Regions from separate parts of the Capra hircus genome. Here region 2 is linked to region 1. The links are chromatin contacts, called in public Hi-C maps. All regions are on one chromosome and are shown on one strand. Each heading gives the region's core, a stretch centred on a gene start, on an enhancer-like site or on the middle of the called end of the contact. The rest is flanking DNA. Distances are from core to core; before and after follow the strand shown. Region 1 has its middle 140 kb from the start of IER5L. Region 2 has its middle 180 kb from the start of C11H9orf50.

Evidence for each region. Hi-C and Micro-C count contacts between places; a contact is called where the count stands out from the background.
Region 2: a contact with region 1 is called in a Hi-C map of blood, with 3 times the contacts expected there. The contact joins two enhancer-like sites. A contact is called at or near these places in 2 of 5 Hi-C or Micro-C datasets (both in blood).

Annotation. Positions count from the first base shown.
Region 1 is chr11:99,240,112-99,247,565 of ARS1.2, reverse strand. No RefSeq gene overlaps it. Among named protein-coding and RNA genes, the nearest start is that of IER5L, 140 kb to the right of the region's middle. Within about 2 kb of position 2,740, at least 5 of the 5 cell types and tissues checked have an H3K27ac peak or open chromatin away from gene starts, as enhancers often do.
Region 2 is chr11:99,312,675-99,320,128 of ARS1.2, reverse strand. No RefSeq gene overlaps it. Among named protein-coding and RNA genes, the nearest start is that of C11H9orf50, 180 kb to the left of the region's middle. Within about 2 kb of position 3,833, at least 5 of the 5 cell types and tissues checked have an H3K27ac peak or open chromatin away from gene starts, as enhancers often do.

The DNA of each region.
Region 1 (7,454 bases), core at 1,491-3,990:
GATGCGATCCACCTTTTAGGGCTAGTGCAAAGAGTTAAATGACACCCATACACCTATAAAGTTAAAAGCCCTGGAAGCCCAAGAAAATTAAGTTTTGGGGGGGGCGCGGGTGGGATGGTAAAAACTCGGCAGCAGTGGCCTCTCGGGTGTAACAGGGCTGAAAATAACCGGCATTTTCCTTTTCTCTGCGGCTGAAGCCGCGCTTCCCATAGGACCGAGCCTGCTTATCAGTAGCAAAGCCGCTCTCTCTGCCAGAAGGTGACTGTAGGGCTCGGCTCCCCTCTCCAGCCTTCAGCCCGACTCCTAGAGAGGAGAACAGTGAATTCCCTCCTCCTGGTTCAGGTTTCTACACCGCCCCCCAAAACCCCTAAACAATTTTGCATATATTTAAATCTTCTCTGCTGTTTCTAGGCTTGAGCCGACCCCCACCCAACAGCCCCCGAAAAAGGGAGAAAGAAATTACAAAAGCCCGTCATTTGTCTCCATCCCCGCACCCCATCTATCAGGGCCGCCGAGCCCGTCGGCTCGAATGATGCGCGCGCCCGGACGGCGCTTTAATGGGGCGCCGCGTGTGACTGTGCAGCCGGCCGGCATTTGCATACATATTAAACGGAGCAGTAAAAAATGCAGACATGCAAACCATTTGGACGGGCTCCTCGGCGAGCCTGCCAGGAAATCAATCTTCTGGTTTCTTAAAGGAAACCTGCTCGGGAGGAGGTGGTGAAGCCTCGCAGCCCGCCGGCCCTGGGAGGGGAGCGGCCAGCATCTGTCCATCTGTCTGCGGAGGCCAGTCGGTTGTGAGGGTCCTTCCCGGCCACGGACTTGGTGGAGCCTCGACAGGGAGCCAGGGGGGCCAGGGGACCAGAAGGCATCATCAGTCGCTTCGAGAGTGGATCCTGGCTGGACCGGCTGTGTGCCCTGGAGTAATAGTGATAGTGCCCTAGGTGATAGCGATAATTTAGCGCAGCCCCTCCCCCACCCCCAGGGGATGCTGGAGATTTTCCTCTCAGTTCATGGCTCTGGGGCCTGATGACTAACCCAAGGTGGCCCATCTCCTCTATGAAGAGCCTGGATCCCAAACCAGGTTTGGAAGAGATCCCCTAAGAGCACAGGTTCTGGAGGCCTGAGTTCCAAGTCAGGCTCCATTCCTTACAAGCTGTGTGACCTTGAGCAAATGCATCAACCTCTCTGCTGGTTTTTTTTTTTAAAGTGTGTGTGTGGGACCAATATACTTCCTTCTTGAGTGTGTTGTAGAATAAAGTAGGTCATTCATTATCTGGCTCACAGTAGGACTTAGATGCAGAGCAAAGTGTAGGAAGGTCCTGGTATCACTGGTGTGGTTTTCCAGGTGAAAATTCCTCACTATGTCTGCATGGCTTGGCGGCCGCTTGTCCTACAAGCCTCCTCATCTCTAAACGCCTTGTTTGATTCTCACAGGAACTCCTAGCTCACACGGACTGCCCACCCTGCCCTCTGCAGAGGTGGGGTCCCAGGGGCTCCACTGCCCATTCCAGACAGATGTGGCCAAGACGGCACCTCTGAGGGCTCTGAGACCATCATCTGCTGGCAAATTGGGCAAAGCCCAGGTCCTGGCGGGGGACACCCTGAGCCAGTCCCAAACAGTCTGAATGTCTGTGGGACCAGAAAAGGCAAGTGGCCCAGAGTCTCCACAGAACCAGAGCAGTCCTGTTGCTCCACCCACCCTCTCTCTCAATCCCACTTTACAGATGAGGAAACTGAGGCTTGGAAAGAGGTGTGTGGCCACAAATTCGAAGGTGGTGGAACCGGGGTTAGAACTGGGTCTGAGTGATAGCAAGGACCACTCCCCAGAGGTCACTTGTAAATACTGTCGACAGAAGAAGCTCTTTCTGCATTGTCAGGAATGCTGCTGTCCCTAAAGAAGGTGTGTGCTTGTGGAGAAAGACCAGTTTTGTGGGCTCAGCATGCTATTCAGAATTCACGAAGCTCCTTCCTTGAAGGGAACTGGAGGAAGCAGTGGACGGGTTTTTTGTTTGTTTTGTTTTGGCTGTACTGAGTCTTCACTGCCCTGTAGCAGGTGGGATCTTAGTTCAGTGAAGGACCTTAGTTCCCCTACGGGGCTTCAAACCCGTGTCCCCTGCACTGGAAGGAGGAGTCATTACCACGGGACCATCAAGGAAGTCCCAGGAGTGGGTGGCTTTTGAGAACCAGCTTGAGTGTGGTGGGTGTTCCTCCATTTCCTCCACACTCCTGGACAGGCTGAGTATTGGACAGTGCTGGGGCAGTGATGGGGACGGTGGGTGCACCCAGCCCCATGAGAGCCGCTCTCCTCTCTGAGACCCTAGCCCTGAGTGAAGAGCCAGGCTAGGGGCAGGAGAGGCCCTGGCCTTCAGGTGGGAGAGAGTCTCCGGGAATCAAAGCTTCCCATCTGAGCGGCAAAGGGGCCTCCACACGGTGCTGAGTTGCAGCCTGCTACCATGGGAACAAAAAGGTCAGAATCCAGGGTGTGGTCCAGCTGGACGCGCCTCCCTGTGCGACCTTGGGCAAAAGCCTTGCCCTCTCTGGGCCAGGGTGGCTGAGCTGACTGCACTCCTTCTGTCCCTCCCCCTTTGGAAGGCCCTCCTTTTCACCCCTGGCCTCCAGGCTCTCAGGGGCCTCTGTCCCTCCACCTCTCGCTGCAGGCCCCAGAGGACAGGCCGCCCCCACTGCCTGGCAGGCAGCGGGTGGAGGGAGCTGGCAGGGCGGGAAAAGGCAGGAGGGGCAGGAGTTACAGGAACCGGCTGGGCCTGGGCGATTGCTCAACTGGGGAGCCTGGCCCGGCCCGGCCTCCACAGGCCCCCACTTCCCCCAGTCACCCTCCCTCCTAGCTCTGCATTGCAAACATTCCTCTCCAACCTCGGCTGCTGCAGCCCCGGAAGGGGGAACTGCCGCAGACACAGCACGAGGCAGCCAGAAACACTTAACCCCTTCCTCGCTTCCAGGCAGAGCCCGCAGGCTGGAGGATGGGGCTGGGCCTGGGTTCCCAGACTCCGGCGTGACCCGCTCAGGTGCACCGCCAGCAGCCCCGGTGGGCCCCAGGTTAGCAACCTGGATCAACAGGCCATCTGTGGGATCACAGAGTGACCGCGCAAGGACTTACTGGGCAGACGCTTCCAGAGTGTTCACTGGGTGCCCAGCACTGCATCTGGTATAAAAAGGAATATCCAGTGGGGGGCACCCACAGAGCCCACCTTCTAGTGGGGGGTGGAGTGCAGATCAGACAAACAGGCTTTTTTTTTTTTTTAGCTCACGACAGTGATGAGTGTGTTACAAAGGAAAAGTACAGGGTGAGCCTGACTGTGAACTGAAGTCACTCAGTTAGGCAAGGAGGGCTTCCTGGAAGAAGTGACATTTAGCAAGCAACAAGAAAAAGAGAAGGAGAATGTGTCAAGCAGAAGGGTGTGAGGCTCCCGAGAGGGGAGAGAGTTTTCATGGTTCAGTCTATGTGCCTGGAGGGCACAGGGTAAGGGGTCGAGAGCCCCTAAGTGGGAGGGCTAGGCCTATGCCAGACCCCAAAAGGTTTGGGGTCATTTTCGAGCTTGGATTGTCTTCTAAGGGCGGTGAGGAGCCATGGAAAACATTTACCTGGGGAATAACATGATCAAGTTCAGTCTTAGGCACCAAGAATCCCATAGCCAAGAAATGAAACCAGCACGGTTTTCAGATACAGATCAAATATACGCGAAGACCAGAATACCTGCAACTTACCAAAGTGCCACCAACAGGAGACGTTTCAAATGGCAGCCTGGCAGCTGGGCCTGGCACCTGGGCCTCCTGGGGCCCAGGGGCCACTCTGAGCCCTGCCATCCCCAGTCCAGCCGGAGGCAGCCAGCTGAGGGGGCTCCTCCTCCTAGGACAGGATCCACCCCTCCCCCATGCCAGACCCCGCTCTGCAGACAGCTGGAGCTTCATAAATGCAGCACTTTGTGTTGAAGTTGGGAGGGGCTGAGAGACCACCCAGGCCCACAGACTCCTCGCTTCAGAGGCAGCAAGGGCTGGCCCTGGCTTCTACTGGGGGCCCAAATGCAGTTAGGCCTTGGGCCCAAGCTGGGGATGCTTGGGCACAGGGGGGCCGAGGGGGCACGGATCTTAGATGCTCACAGCATGTGTCCAGAGAGGAGGCCAGCACACCCAGCCTGTCCATGACCTTGGCACCTCAAGATCTCTGTGGACCACCCCCTACCAACTAAAGCCCCTTCCTCTCCCCACCTTTCATGGGACCTCACAGAGGCTGAAAGAAGCAGAGATTCAAATCCAGGAGACTAGGAACTGTTTGGAAGGGAGTGGTCACCAAACCTAGCTGATGGACTGCTCCACTCCTGTAGAGCTTGAAGGCATGAGTCAGGGGACAGAGTAAGTTGGTGGGAAACTTCTGTATTGTTTTCGCTGTAGCTGAGTTTCCTTTTCTTTTTTCTTCTTTTTAAAATTGAAGTGCTACTTAGATCGTCAATATACCAGAGATGGAAATGGAGCTCTCTTGATTGGAGAGGAAGCAGGTGGCCTGGGACTTCGCCGTGAACATCTACATAAGCTCTGTGTCCTCCTGGGCAACCCCAGGTTCCTAGGGTGGGCAGGCAGGCCCAGCCTGAGACTTTAGGGATGGGGAAACTGAGGGCCCGGGAGGCGGAGACACTTGTCTGGAGTCACACAGCCCTGAAGGATGGAGTCAAGGGCTGTCAAGCCAGCCTGAGCCAAACACCTTCCATCAGGCAAGGCCCAGGCTGCAGGTCAGGAACTTGCATCCCCACTCTGGTTTCTGAGCATCTCTAAGCCTGGCCTGTTGGTTGGGGCAGCAAATTGAGCCAGAGCTCCCCAAATCCCACCTCAGCAGGGTGAGACTTCCGAGGGGAAAACACGCCCGGGACACTCCCTCTGTTGAAATCATGCTGGGACAGGACAGGAAAGGGCCGGGCCAGCTCCATGCCCACACATGCCCCCAGCAGAAGCAAGGGCTGAGCTCCTTCCAGCCCCCGGGGTCGCCCATACGGGGTCCCCAGCAGCAGCGACTATCTGCTCTGTGGCTCTGGGTCCACACTCGCTCACAGGGCAAAGATCTTTCCAGGCAATGGCACTTCTACGAAGGTTCTTTGAACCTAGGGTGCCACCACCTTGGTGATCCGCCATCAGCTTTGCCAGGATAAAGCATACCAGAACCTTCTGAAGCCTCATCATAACAGGAGGAATTGGCCATTTTCACCCCATTTCACAGACGGGAGACAGGGCTGTGAAGTCACTTGCCTGGTCACAGAGTTAGTAACAGACATGGTGACTTGAGCAACCAGGTGCCTGCTCCTCACCACTAGGCCACCACCAGAGATGTGACCCTTTTTCCCAGCATGAGACTGGGGCAAAACCAAAGAACCCTCGGCTCACCGTGACTCCTCGTGTTCTTTGTTTGTATTTTAGAAATTTTACCTGTTATCTTCCTTTATTTGTGGCCGCGCTGGATCTTCACCGCTGCGTGGTCTTCACTGCGGCGAGAATGGGCTACTTACTCTGTCATGGCGTGCGGGCTTCTCCTTGCGGTGGCTTCCCTTATTGCACAGCACAGGCTCTAAGGGATGCGGGCTTCATACCTTAGTTGCAGCATGTGGGCTCAGCAGTTGCGGTGCATGGGGCTTAGTTGCTCTGCAGCATGTGAGATCTTCCCAGACCAGGGATCTGATTCGTGTCCCCTGCATTGGCAGGTCAATTCTTAACCACTGGACCGTCCCCCTCATATTGCTAATGTACACAAAATAAATATTCCATCTCACCTATTTACTGTATTTTTGGCATTTATCCATCCTGAGTTTACACCCCATTTCAGTCTTCCCCGACATGGGTTCACACGGGTCATGGAATTTTTCTCTGTGTCTCCAGGAGGCAAAGCTACTTGTGTCCTTGTAGCCATCATTGCCAAAACAAACAAAAACCTCACTTTATACATTTCATAAAAATGAGTGGCCTGACTTGGAAATATTGTGGAACTGGCTCTTTGGGGACATGGATTGCACCATGCCATGATGCTGTTGAGGCAGCAGGCATGGGGTGAAGGCTCAACAAATAGGCCTGGATGATTGTTATTGCTGCTGTTCATGGGGGTTGGTATAGCTGATAATTCCTAGTCTTTTCCTCCTTCACATCACAGGTTACAGGGTCACTTCTCAAAGTTACTAATTGGCACTAAATGGTAAGAAGCCAGTTGTGAGAATGAGGCAAGTTATCTGTCCTTGCGCCGGAGAGATGGTTACCGTGGCAGTCGGCCTGCAAGATGGTCTCCAGACGATTTCCACTCCCTTCAGCCCTTCCCACAATGAAGAGGGCTGCCCCCGTGGGGCCAAGAGGACAGTGTGGAAAGGACCACACATGCATTCCAAGGCAGCAGGGTTTCAGTCTTTCTCGCTGGCATCCATCTAGGGGAAATCATATACTGAGGAAACTCAAGCAGCTCTGTGGAGGACTCCATGGGGCAAGAAACCAAGGCCTCCTGCCAACAGCCAGCCAGTGAGCACTCCATCCTGGAAGCCGGAAGCCAATCCCGCAGCCCCAGTCAGATGAGAGCAGCCCCAGCTGATGTCTGGACTGCAACTTCAATGGAGACCACAAACTGGGACCAGCCAGTTATGTTGTTGTGCAGTTGCTGAGTCAAGTCTGACTCTTTGCAAACCCATGGACTGCAGCACAGCAGGCTTCCTCTGCCCTTCACTATCTCCCAGAGTTTGCTCAAATCATGTCCATTGAATTGGTGATGCCATCCAACCATTTCATCCTCTGTCACCCCCTTCTCTTCCTGCCCAGTTACGGCACTTCTGAATTCCTGAGCCACAGACCCTTTGAGATAATAAATACCTATTGTTTTGAAGCGCTAAGTTAGGAGTGATTTGTTACACAGCAGTAGGTAACTGATACAGAAACAGAGAGACCTTTAGTTATGAGGCTGTTCCCAAAGTATGTTCCTTGGAATATTGACCCCAGGCTATATAACTCCAGGAAAACCACAGTCTGTCAAGTAATGGCAGATTGTGGGCTTTCATCTCTTATTTAAGATTCCCAGTATACCTTGGCATAGTCAAGCAGACCCCTCTGGGCAAGGAGGCTGTTCCTCTGGAGTCTTGGTAGAACTCTGACATCATAGCTTCTTTGAGAAATACAGCTGAACTGCGACAGGAGTAGGCTCCTACTGCACATTAGATCATTGCATCTAATATAAAAACAAAAACACTTCCAGCCGGATATTCAGAGTATGGCCGATGGTGTCCTATACAAAGACAAGATGGCCGGCCTCTCTGAGCTCCTCTTCCGGCTGAGAGGGCTGGTTTGCCTTGGGTCCCCTCTGGTCCCACCAGTCACACCATCAGTGGTTCTGGTCAGGGCTCTGGGCCCGTGTTTGGCCGTGAACCTCAGGGTATCTGGGGACCACTGGGGCTTCAGATTTTGGTTCCTGCTCTCTGCAG
Region 2 (7,454 bases), core at 2,584-5,083, 71 kb before region 1:
AGCACTTCAGCACTTCCCCTCCCCATCCTCCTCATTGTGTACGTAGAGAAGCTGAGGTCCAGACTAGGACAGTCAGCAGAGCGGCTGGGGACCATCTTTGCTGGACTCCTACCCTGACAGCCCTGTGTTTCCACGTAGGGGTATCTCACATTTGATTCTCACATCTGCCCAGAGCAAGATGAGTTCTAAGAGGAAGACTGGGCTGTCTTGCTCTAGCTCCTTCGATCGCGAAAAATGCAGACTCTCCTGTCAGCGCCTGTGCCCCCAAAGGAGTGAAAGGAGGCAGGAAGCAGGTCCATGTCTTGCCCAAGGTCATGTAGCAGAGCAGGCACAGTCAAAAGGGTCTCCTGCCTGAGGTTCCTCCTGTTCTTTAGCGTTAAGGCCGGCAAATGCATTGGCCTTGATTCCCTTTCTGTGCTCGTGGCAGACATGACTAATTGATCACAGCACTCTTCTTCTCAAAGCCAGGATGCAGCTTCAGAATCCTCCACGTAGGCTTCTCAAAACAGCTTTTACCAAGTGTGGAGTTGGCATCCAAGGGTGACACCTGTCCACCACTCTTCCCCAATTTACAGGTCTAGTCTGATCTTGTATCTGCCCCAGCACCCGGCCTGGTGCCCAGCACAGGTCACAGTGATAAACATTTGTTGAGTGAGCGAGTGAGTGAGTCAACAAATGATGACTGCTTAACGAATGTGTTGCTATTGTTGTTCAGTTGCTAAGCCTTGTCTGACTCTTTGTGATCCTATGGACGGCAGCACGCCAGGCTTCCCTGTCCTTCACTATTTCCCTGAGCTTGTTCAAATTCGTGTCCACTGAGTTGGTGATGCCATCCAACCATCTCATCCTCTGTCACCCCTTTCTCCTCCTGCCTTCAATCTTTCCCAGCATCAGGATCTTTTCCAGTGAGTCCGCTCTTCGAATCAGGTGGCCAAAGTATTGGAGCTTTAGCATTAGCATCAGTCCTTCTAATGAAAATTCAGGGTTTGTTTCTTTTAGGATTGACTGGTTTGATCTCCTTGCTGTCCCAGGGACTCTCAAGAGTCTTCTTCAGCACCACAGTTTGAAAGCATCAATTCTTCAGCGCTCAGCATTCTCTATGGTCCAACTCTCACATCCGTACTGAACGCCTCCCAAAGCCAGTGGCTCTAGGGCGGTTCCCTTCACTGTAACAGCATGACCACAAAACTAGTAGTAATGACCCCAAAATGCGAGGTCTCCTGAGTCTTGTAAGGTGCTTCAACTGGGGTGAGGAACCACTTGGGAGGTCATTTCCCCAGGGTCACATACGACCTGGTCTCCCGCTTCTTGGTCCAGCACTCTGCCCGTGATGAAAGGAAGAAAGGATGAGTGGAGTGAGTGATGGGTGACTGTCCCCTACACGGGGAGGCATTCAGTGACTCAAGGCGAAAGGACTGACTTTGACACAGGAGCAGGCAGTTGGTTGGCCCACGGCCCCTCCCCCTCCCCAGTATTTTCATTAGGACTCTTCTGCTGCACCTGGCTCCTTGGCCCCTGCCCCAGAAGATGCAGATGCCTCTGCTGGCTTTATTAAGGACCTATTAACCCAGTGTCTCTCAGGCCTGGGTTATAGAAACAGCTCTGGGCAGAGCTAATGATGCTGTCATTGCAGACCTCGGTGGAAAGCCCCAGAGGAGTTCCAGTGGGGAGGGCAGGGAACCTGGGGTTACAGCGAGGGCTGCAGAGTCGCACAGGCCTGCCTGGTTTCACCCCAGTTCCTCTACTAATTGGCTCTGTGGCCTTGGGGCACCTCACTTCCCTTGTTTTGAGTCGCAGCTTCCTCATCTATAAAATGGGGTAATAATGTATTTGTTTGAAAATTCATTGCGCTAACGCCTGACACCACCCAGCATGCAGCAAGCAAAGCACTCGCTATAACCAGTAACATCCTAACGACCCTCTGGGAGCCGGGCAGGGAGAAGCGCTCAGAACACACTGACCACCTGGTGAGACAGCCAGTGGCTCTGCACATCCCGAATTTATGGAAGAAAAACTGAGGATCCTAGGGAGGTTAAGTGCTTGGCCAAAGCTTCACTTCCAGGAAGGGACAGGGCCAGGATTCAAATGTAGGCAGTGGATGCCACAACCACAACCCAACCGGGGCCATTTCCTGCCTGAAGAGGGAACAAAGCCTAGGGCATGAGGGAGAGGCTGGGGGGCTGCCTCTCCCACCAGTGCCTTAAATGACAGCACGGCAGAGGGGAGAGGGCACTGGGACAATCATGGAGATTTTGGCTTCCAACCCAATTAACTGCAGCATCTGGATGCCACCCGTGACCCCTGGAAGTATGGGTGACCCCAACCCTCGGCGATAAATAACAGGGAGGAGCAGGCACGGTGGGAGAACTGGGGTGAGCTGCCAGGTTGACGCAGGGCCTGGTGGGACCCACCTGGCTCTCCACAGGCAGATGTGCCCCTGAGGGTGTCTCCCACTGAGAGTGCTGAGTCTCTGCCGGTCTCAGGAAGGCCCAGAATGGCTGAAGCCCAGAGTGTCGATTCAAAGGGAGGGCTGTGGCTTGAGCCACAGAAAAGGTCAGAGGATGAGCAGGAAGGTGGGGAGAACAGTAGCAATAGAGACAACCCAGTGCTTGCTCTCAGTGTCCATGACTCCACCCCGTGACCAACTTTGTAATACCGGCCACTTTCTAGCTGTGTAATCCCCAGCCGGTGACTTCATCCGAGGCTGTCCTCTCACTTGTGACACTGGGATCATCCTGGTACTTACCTTGCAGGGTTATTTGAAGGCTAAATTAGATAAGGAAATTCAAGGACTGTGCAATCGTGCCTGGCAAAGAGTTAAGTTCCCCATCAGTGGTTCTAAGTATTATCCCCATTTGCCAGATAGGAAGACTGAGGCCTCAAGAAGGTAAGTGACTTGCCTCAGATTGTACAGTAGGTTCAGAGCCTGTGCCAAAGATGGACCTCAGGGCCCAAGGCAGCAATCCTGAGTCACACCACGGAGAGTGGTAAACCTCCTCCAGCTCCAGTAAGAGCTGCCATGTTCTGGGCACCTACTCTGTACCTGGCACTGTGCTAAGAGCTTTTGTGCGTAACTTAACAGAACCATCACAACTTTCAAGACAGGCATTGCATTGTTCTTATTGTCCAGACGTACAAGCTCTGGGGAAGCCAAGGGGGTTCACCACCAGGACTGATTCTGAAGTCCTGGTTCTCAGCACAGGCTACTGCCCTCTGGACGGAGGTTGTCTTTATCTTTGTTTTACTAACTGCTCCCAGCTCCCTTCTGTGTCTTTCTTTCCTCCTCCAAGAAGAGGAGGGATAAATATGATGCTAAGTCGGCCACGGTGGGCCAGAAGTCTTCTGATCAATCCCTTCAGGGCTGGGGCCCCTCTCTCGCTCCTCAAAAGAGGGAGAGAGAATGAGAGAAGAAAACTCACCCAAGCCCCTCCCACTCGCCTTTGCTCTACCCAGGCTGAGTGGCCAGAAACCAGGCAGCCTACACAAGGTCACACTGGGGAACCAGGCTGGATGGAGGGGGCAGGGGGAGGGGATTTGAAGCAGCAGTCCCCCTTCTGTGCACACATGCTCCCTACATTCCCATCTGGTCAGCCTGGATGCTGAAAATCTAAGTCTGCCCATACAAAAAACAAAAGTGTCTCCTTTCCATTATAGAAAACCCTAGAGACCTGGGCTGCTCTGCTTGCCATATCTGTTGGCCAGTGTGGCCAGGGCAGGGGCTGGGTGAAATGACAGTTGTCCTGGCCAGAGAAGAGAGGTCCCAGCCCTTGGTCTGGGACCCCACTGGAGCGATACCCTGGGGAGCGGCCCAGAGAGCCTGGAGCCCACCACCACCAGGAGCAGCGCCAGATGAGGAGGCTCCAGGCTCCTGGCTTCTGCCCCAGCACGTAGGCCCCCTGACCTGTCCTCCTGAGAGCTCCTGGCCTGTCCATCCGAGGTGACCCTTTCTCCTTCCCCACAGAAGCCCAGACCTCTGACCCTTATTAAAAACAAACAAAATCCGAAGAGGAGAAAAAAAAAAATCCTGCACAAACAGCCTGCCCTCCAAAACACACACACACACACAGCCTCAGACGTGCAAGGCTGCAGCCAGGCTTCCACATAAACAAGTTGTTGCAGAGTGGCTTTTGTTTATGAAACATTTAGGTTCCCTCAACTTTTTTTTGTGGGGGGGCAGGGGGAGGGGGTGGGCTGTTTCACAGTTTTCTGGTGAACAGGGAGTGGAGAGGGAGCCTGGGGTTTGCCTAGATTTCACTTCTCCCTCTGTGTTCTCTGCCGGTTAGAATCTGGGGGAAGGTGATATGAGGGGAAAGGGACCAGGCAACGCAGGAGATGTGTGGGGGGACGGGGGAAACCCTGGGCATCACCTCAAAGTCACCCCCCGCCCCCCATGGGAAGGTCAGGCTCAGAGAGGGCTTCAGGCAGCCAGATCAGCCCCAGGGCCTCGTTAGACAGTCCCAGGCCAGGCCTCCTGCAGGGCAGAGCGGGTGTTCCGCGTCCCCTCGGCGGCGTCCCGGACACGACCCAGCGCCTGACGCTCAGAAAACATTTGGGACCGCGCGGGCTGAAGTGTCCCTGCCCCCTATCCCGCACCAGGCACCGCACCTTCGATGCCTGGAAACCAGCGAATCCGCCAGAAACAAAGGCAGGGCTGCTTTTACAAACGCAAACAACAAACAATTTTGCTTTTTCGTTTCCCCCCCCCCCTTCTAATCCAAGCGGGCAGCTAGGCAAGTATGGGGGTCCGGGCGGGGCCAGAGCTGCACCGTTCGGGCCCCTCCTCGGCGCCCCTCGACCCCGCGTCCGTCGCGCGGGACTGGCCCCAGGGCGCATGCGCGGGCCGGGGCGCCGGAGACCGCGGCCGCCCGCGCAGCCTCGCGCGAGCCGGTCTCCGTGGTAACGAGCTCGCGGGGGGGAGGGGCCGGGCGCGCGGGCCGCGGCGGCAGCTATTTCTGCCGCTTCCTGTTCCTCCCGGCCACGTCGCCATGGCAACGGTGTTACTCACCGAGGCCGCTTCCAGGCTCTGCCGGCGCGCGTGACCCCGGCCGCCCGCGCCCCCTCGTCTCTCACTTGCTGTGCTCAGGCTCTCTCCCCCCCCAATCCCGGCGTCGTCCTCCTCCGGCACCGCACACCCCGGTGCCCCCTCCTCCCCGCCCCGCCGGTGCCCGCGGCCGCCCCGGAGCGAGCGAGCGAGCGAGGGAGGGAGAGATTGATGGGGGACGCTTATTAAAAAACATTGTAACCGTTTCCGTTTTTATTACGTTGACAAGGAAGCGTTATTTACTGTTATTGTTTGCCGAGCGGGCCGCGCCGGAGCGCGGGCGGCCCTCCCGGGAGCTCACCTTTCGGGCGTTCCCGGGGTTAGTCGAGGGTGGAAGCGGCGTGGGGCGGGGGGGGGGGGGCAGGGGGGGGGGCAGGGAGCGGGTGCTGGGCAAGGACCGGGGCGCTCCTCGCCCCATCCCCACGCCCGCCCAGCCGACCCCACCTTGCCGGGCCTGTTGTTTGCGTGGGGGAGAGAGTGCAGAGGCCGGGTGACTCGTGTTGAAGGAGAAGGCAACAAAAAATTTTTTTAAAAAGGAACAGATGACTTCATTCTCCTCGGGAAGGCTCTGTCCTACGTGGACAATTTCCTGGGGACTGTGGTGGAACAGCCCCGCTGCCGCTGGAAGCACACGAAACTAAACCAGAAAAAAACCAAAAAATTCTCGGTCTTGCCTGAAACCCAGCCAGGGGAGGCTGGTGGCGCGTGAACCGCGAGGAGGGTCGAATTCTTCCACTCGCGCTTGGGGCTTGGCTTCCAACAAACCTCCCCACTTAAAACTCCTGTACCCTGAGAGAGTGAGCAAGTGGCCTAACGTCACACAGCCAGGTTTCATTCTGCCCGGACACCTGCAGGGACAAACCCAGCAGAGACCGGGGAGCAGAGCCAGTGTTTGGACCCGGGGCCTCGGAAGAGGGGTGAGGCTCAGCTTGAGTCCAGGCGAGGGGAGATGAACTCGGCAGGTATAAACCCCGGTTCCTCCAACTCCGGGCTTACCCCCACAGGGAGCCCTCAACTGGGGATTTGTCGGGGGAAGTGTCCGTGGGGGATCGGATGGACCTGAAGGATGCCCCACCCCCAGGCCCCTGCTGAGATGTTAATCTCACCTGCTAATGAAAGTTGGCAATCCTGTCCCTAGTTTAACTCCCCACTCTTAGCTGAAATGCAAACAGTCGTGCTCTGTACAGAGAAGCAGAGGAAAGAGCCAGAGAAAAAGGGCCTGAATTCATAATCTAAAAAGGACTTTAAAAAAATCTGTTTATACTTATAAACAAACGACTCTTAATGAGCAGGCCAGGTTTTGGAAGCAACGTTCAGAGACTCCCCTCAGCCTGTTTTGTGGTTTTTTCCCCCCTTCCAAGGGCAGGAGGCTTGGGATGGGGTCACTGTGGCCTCTCCCAGTCTCTTGGCCTTAGATGATCAACACGGACTTTTCCAGCCCCCAGATGGTTTCTGGAGTCTACTGTGAGGGCCAGCTTCTGGCTAAAGCGTGTGGGTCTAGGGCTCTGTTCCCAACAACCATGACAACTCTCAGCTTCGGAATCCTGCCCTGAATGTATGGACCAAAAGTCTTGGGCTCCAAGAGAAAGAGAGTAATCCCACCCCCTAGTCCTTCCACAGCAGGGTGCTGCCAGCCTGGTGGTACGGGGAGAGGGAAAGTAGGGCCTTCGTGTCTCTGTTACCAGCACTTGCTACCCCTTCCTCCAGCCTTCCAAGCAAACCCATCTCTGGCAGTAGGTAGCAGATTTAGAGAGTTGAGCTGTGGGCAGCGTTTGAATAGAAGCAAGTTGACAGATGACACCCAGCATCACAGAACTTCAGAGCTGGGAGGATCTTGGAGATTATCCAAACCAACCACTTTCCGATTTTACCAACGGGCACACTGAGGCCCAGAGTGGGGAAGAGACCCGGCTGGCATCTGCTGCTGTCTAGTGGCAGAACCTAGATCAGAACCCAGGCACCTTGCAGCCCATTTGGGTGCTCATTGCCCCACACTGATTCTTCCATGGAATTATCTGTATGATCGGAAACAGAATGGGGGTGGAGCAAGATAACTACGGCAAGGCAGGAGACACTGAAATCAAACTGCCTGGGTTTCAAGGGAGACCCTGGACAAGCGCTGACTTCTCCCTGAGCCTCAATGTCCTTATTAAATAGGATAATAACAGTACCTGCCCTAAGTTTGTCTTAAGGACTAAAGGAGATGGTACAGGAAAAGTACCTGGACTAAGCCTGGTACATATTAGTACTTAACTGATGTTGGTAAGGATGCTGATAGCAGTGATAATGCTGGAGGTCGCATTGGGTTGAACGGTGGCCCCCAAAAGATAAGTCCACATCCTCATCCCTGGAACCTGTGGATGTGACTTTATCTGGAGAAAGGGTCCTTTGAGATGTCAAGGATATTGAGATC